Linked DNA regions of Pan troglodytes: region 2 is linked to region 1. A link is a contact called in public HiChIP or PLAC-seq data. All regions are on one chromosome and are shown on one strand. The core of a region is the stretch at or near the end of the contact, and the rest is flanking DNA. Distances in the headings are between cores, read along the strand shown. Region 1 holds the start of SRP14 (signal recognition particle 14). Region 2 holds the start of ANKRD63 (ankyrin repeat domain 63).

Region 1 (2,576 bases), core at 38-2,537:
AATAATAGCATCACCTGGTACCAAGAAACTGCTTATTGAAGGCCCGGCACAGTAAGGGGCTAAGGAATCAAAAATTTATGCCAGCTGCTCCTTACAGTACTACCAATAAGGACCAATATGCTACTTTCATTTCCACAAGAGCTTTAGCAGAACTAACGACTGTCTGACCTCTACCTTCTTATTTTATTCTGGAGGTTTCCACTACTAAAGTATAGGAAGGTCTTGGTCTCAAAAATAGCCACACAGGGCAAAAGGGAAAAATAAATAAAAGCCTGGTTCAGAAACGCCCCATCCTCTGTTAAGTTCAAGTCTTTACATTTCAAAAGACGGCCTTAGAAATTAAGCTCACCACAGTGCTGATCTTCTTCTTCCCATCGGTAGCTCTTAACAGACACTTGTTGTCTGCGGGCTCAAAGCCCTCCACAGTACCTTTCTTTGGAATGGGTTTGGTTCGACCGTCATCTGAAGGAAAAAATGCATCCTGGTGAACACGGCCGCGTACGTGGCTGAGCGGCAGACAAACAGTTAAAACAGAGGAGGGGGGTAAGTGATGACCTAATCCAGCCCCGCTGCTCTGGTTTTGTTAAACACCTCATCTGCTATCACGGTCTGGCGAAACCCTGGAGAAACTATTATTTCCACGACGGAAACATGTAATATCGAAGCACGTTAAATTCCACTCAAAGTGGCGGCGTCTGGGATCCCTGACAAAGAGCCCTGGGCTGCTTGGGGCCCATTGTTACCAGAAGCAACCTAGGCGGCTCAGTGCTGGGGACTGAGCCAGCTACAATCCCTACTATTTTCCGGGCCCGAAGCCCCGAATGTGCCCAGTACAGGGTGGCGAAAGGTAGAGGAAGGCGGCGGTCCGCGGCAGACAGACTCCGGTGGCTCCCAGACACCGGGCACCCAGGGAGCATCGCCCGGCTCCCCTCCCGCTGCTTACACTTCTTCAAGGTGATATAGACGCTGCCCGACGTCCGGCACTTCTGGAAAAGTCTGGTCAGCTCCGTCAGGAACTGGAAAACAACAGGCCCAGCCCCGTTAGCCAGCCCCAAATCCTCGTCCCGCCGCGTCAAGGCCCTGGTCCTCCTGCAGGAGGCACAGGTCTCGAGTAACGCCTGAGCCGCCCCCTTCCCTCGGCCGGCCAGGCCTAGCCATACCTGCTCGCTCTCCAACAACACCATCGCGGCGACGCTGGCTCGACTCCCTCCGCTTAAGCCACTAGCAGTGAGAGCCGGAAGTTCGGCCTAGGCTGGGCGGGACTTCCGCTACTAGACTTCCATTGTCTTCCACCAATCTCTTCTCTTCCACCAATCCCGGCCTGCGCCCTCCCCCCTCCCCGCCCGCCTAGCGCCCGCGCCCTGGGACGTCCGGAGGCCTGTGACCCGGAGGCGCTGGGGCTGCCCTGGGCCGTCACGTGCGAGAAATCGTCTCACCCCAGCCAGTGTGAGGGAGTGAGAGCAAAAGAAAGTTTTGATAGCAGCGTACGATTTATATTCAGCTGTATGCTGGACAGGTAACCTAACAACTCAGTGACTCAGTTTCCTTATCCATAAAGTAAGGGTAATGATAGTATCTACCGCGCAGTGTGGTCGTGAAGCGTAAATGAAACTCAGATTAAATACGTAGAACAGTGCCTGGCACATAGAGCGTGTTCAGTAGGTATCAGCTATTGTTCTTTTCATTATTGTCATTATAAGTTACTGTAGAGATCCTTTAAACTCTCCCTAAACGCTGACCTGCAGCTCTAGCCAGAAGGGCTGGGCCGGGTGCGGTGGCTCACGCCTGTAATCCCGGCACTTTGGGAGGCCGAGGCGGGTGGATCACGAGGTCAGGAGATTGAGACCATCCTGGCTAACACGGTGAAACCCCGTCTCTACTAAAAATACAAAAAAGTTAGCCGGGCGTGGTGGCGGGCGCCTGTAGTCCCAGCTACTCGGGAGGCTGAGGCAGGAGAATGGCGTGAACCCAGGAGGCAGAGCTTGCAGTGAGCTGAGATCGCGCCACTGCACTCCAGCCTGGAAGACAGAGCGAGACTCCGTCTCAAAAAAAAAAAAATGAGGGGCTGGAGCCCAGTCTTTAGTTCTACCTCTGATTAGTCAGGAGAACTAGGTTGTAAGCCCTCTCTGCCAGTAGCCAACTTGAACCCTGGGCCCTCTATAAAGTCAAGCATTCCACCACACAAGAGGTTTTCGCTGAGTGCCTCTCAGTCTGTGCCAGGCACGGTTGTAGAGGTTGGGGATGCAGCAGGATAAGAAAAGCTAAGTTCCTGGTTTCCTGGAAGTTGGGTTAAAGGGGCAGGGAGGAAATAAACAATGAAGCAAACAAGTAAGTAGTACAGCTTCAGATAATGAATTCCGTGAAGACAGCCTAAGCAGGGCTGTATAATGAGAGTGGGAAGGGGACTGCCTGGGTTGGGGTCAGGGGAGTTCTCGTCGAAAAGGAGAACTTTGAGTTGAAAGCTGAAAGGACCAGCCATCCAAAGATCTAGGGACACTGTTTCAGACACAGGGAACGGCTAGAGCAAAACCTTCAAAGGGGAAACAAGTTGCCCTGTGTCTGTAAGACTGGCAGGT
Region 2 (2,576 bases), core at 22-2,521, 240 kb after region 1:
GTTACCGCACCCAGAGCCAGGCTCATGCTCCGACCCAGCTCGGGCCGTTCGCTGCCCTGCGCCCGGTGCCGGCCCGAATTCTTGCCCGCTGAGCCAGCCTCGCCGCCGTGGCCGCCCGCCGCTCGCGCAAAGCGCGCCAGGAGAGGCCGCGGGAGGCGGCGGGGGCTGGGTCGTCGATGCTCGGGGCTGGCCGCGGGGGCCGGGCGGCCAGGGGGACTATCGGAGTTGGAGCCCCGGGCCGCAGCAGCGGCGGCGGCGCGGCCCCAGGGCCCGGTGAGGGCCTGCACACAGGTCCCGTGGCCGCGGGCGGCGGCCAGTTGCAGCGCGGTGAGCCCCGCACGGTTGGTGCGGTCGAGGCGCAGGCCTAGGCGGCGGAAGGACCGCACCAGGAACTCGAGCACCGCCCCGTGGCCGCAGGCCGCCGCCCACATCACCGGGCTGTTGCCCGCAGAGTCGGCCGCCTCGGGGTCACCGCTGAACTGCACCAGCAGCTGCACGGCGTCCAGGTGGCCTCGCTCGCACGCCAGGCTGAGTGCGGTGCGGCCGCGCTCGTCTCGCAGGTTCACTGCAGCACCCTGCTCGAGCAGCAGCCGCACGAAGCGCGCGCGCAGCGCGGGGTCCGGCAGCCCCACGGCCACCATGAGCGGCGTACGGCCCTGCTCCGCGCGGCAGTCGATGATGCTGCGGTCCAGCGCATCCAACACGAAGCGGGCCAAGTGCACTTTGCCCGCCTGCATGGCCTCCAGGAAGGTGCGCGTCCCCGCTCGGGGGCACAGGTCCTTGGGTTTGAGCATGGCCCCGGCCGCCGCGCCCGGGCAGCCTGGCAGTTCCGCACGGGGGCGCCCCTGTTCTCGCGCCCCGCGGCGCTTCGGCCTCCGCCCGCGCGCTGATACCTCTCCCTCCGCGCGTGGGCGGCTGCAGCCGAGGGTCCCGAGGTTCCTACTCCGGTGTCCCGGAGGCTCCGACTGCCCCGCCGCTCCTGGGCCGCACGCCTGGCGTGTCGCCGCTCCTTCCCCGGGCCTCCCGCCTGGAGGTGTTGATTGCTCGCTACTCCGGGCTCCGCTCCTGGCCCGCCACCAGACGTCGGGAGCAGAGGCTCGACCCTCTCCCGAGTCTCCCACCGCTTTCCCGGTGTCCGGCGCCCCTCAGTCCTCGTGGTTTGGAGCCGCCGTGCCACTCACCCGCACCCAGGGCAGCCCCCGCTCCCCCGCAGCGACGGTGGCGCCCGCCGTGCACGCCTGCCTCCAGCCCTGGCGGGGCGCGCCGCTCCTCAAGCTGCTGGAGCCGTTCCTCCGCCTCCTCCCCTCTCGCGGGGGCCGGGCCACGCCAGGGCGCTTGCTCCTTACTTGGGGGGCTCAGCGGCGCGGGAGCTGCCGCCCGCCTAGATACCTGACTTTATAGCCTTGGGGGTCTCCATGGCAATGGCTGTCCTGGGAGCGGACTGCGCCGTCAGGGCAGAGACGGACGGGGCGGGGGAGACCGCTCCTGACCCCCACCCCTTCGTGGGCCACGAAGTAGGGGAGCGGTTCCTCCTCCGCGCTCCCCTGGGAATGCGGCGGCGGTTGCGGGGCGGGGGCGGGGGCTGCTCGCCGGGGGCCACATGCACCCAACCGGGCCAATCCCAAAGTCGCAGTCTTCTCTCCCCGCCCTCCGCCCCCAACCGAGTCGGTGCCCTCGGCTCCTTAGAAACTGGCGGGACCTCGGGCTCGTCGGGGAAGACTGAAAGCTGCCCCCATCGGTCCGGGGTGAAAGGAATTGGGACCCCATGAGCGCAGAACTGGACCACGCGCGAGCTAGGGGTGGCAGCGAAAGGCGGATGAGGAGTAATTTGGGGGAGGGGGTATACGTGCCGCGGATTGGGGGCGCTCAGCCTGGCTGGGAACTGCCACTCGAAGTGCAGAGAATCACGCACTCACACACAATTGTTCCACCCGCACACGCTCCCTGGGAACGAGGGGTGGGGGCCGAGTGCGCTCTCCAATTTCAGACGTCTCCAACCCCGACGATGCGCCCGCGTGCCAGCTCCCGGTGGCTGCCTAGCGGGCAGAGTGTAGACGCCCAGACCAGGAAGGGGCTCCTTAGGACCCGGGAGTGCCGCGGGCATGTTAGAAGTTCCCTGGCGCCGCCACCCTGGAAAGAGCTAGGGACCCACTCGAGGTTCCCTGCCCCTCGCTTCTCCCTTGAGCACAAAACAACCCCCAGGCCACAGGGCTCTGGCTCTGACCACTGGCTGACCCCTAAAGAGAGGAGGCGAGCACAAGTTCCATTTTCCGTAAGATGCTTGGAGAAACCACTGCATCTCCTCTGCCTCCGGCCAGCAGGTCCCCCTCGGTCCTGGAGGAGGGGGGATGATACACAGGCCTGGGCGGAGCAGAGTTAGGGCGCCTCAGAGCCTGGGTGTGGGTGGTGGGGAGGGTGTGAGTAGGGTCGGAATGGATATTTGTAAAGTAAGGAGTAAAGCAGTTATCAGCTGCAGAATTTACTGAGACTTTTCATGAGCCGCACATTTTGTTGCCGGCAGCGGGTAAGAGAGAGACAGAAGCTCGGTTCTGGGTGCGAGACGTTCCCCCTCTTAA

The links. HiChIP or PLAC-seq counts read pairs in DNA pulled down with a chosen protein or histone mark.
Region 2: a contact with region 1 is called in an H3K4me3 HiChIP or PLAC-seq map of stem cell-derived excitatory neurons, with 4 times the contacts expected there. The contact joins the promoter of ANKRD63 here to the promoter of SRP14 in region 1. A contact is called at or near these places in 4 of 7 Hi-C or Micro-C datasets (blood, induced pluripotent stem cells and stem cell-derived neural progenitor cells) and 1 of 1 datasets of contacts at active chromatin or transcription factors (stem cell-derived excitatory neurons).

What each region holds. Positions count from the first base shown.
Region 1 is chr16:32,002,419-32,004,994 of NHGRI_mPanTro3-v2.0_pri, forward strand. It overlaps SRP14 (signal recognition particle 14), which reads right to left and starts at 1,288. Exons shown (of 5, transcript XM_001140332.7): 1 at 1,161-1,288; 2 at 944-1,016; 3 at 350-462. The coding sequence starts at 1,184.
Region 2 is chr16:32,242,733-32,245,308 of NHGRI_mPanTro3-v2.0_pri, forward strand. It overlaps ANKRD63 (ankyrin repeat domain 63), which reads right to left and starts at 1,272. Exons shown (of 1, transcript XM_009428797.5): 1 at 1-1,272. The coding sequence starts at 794.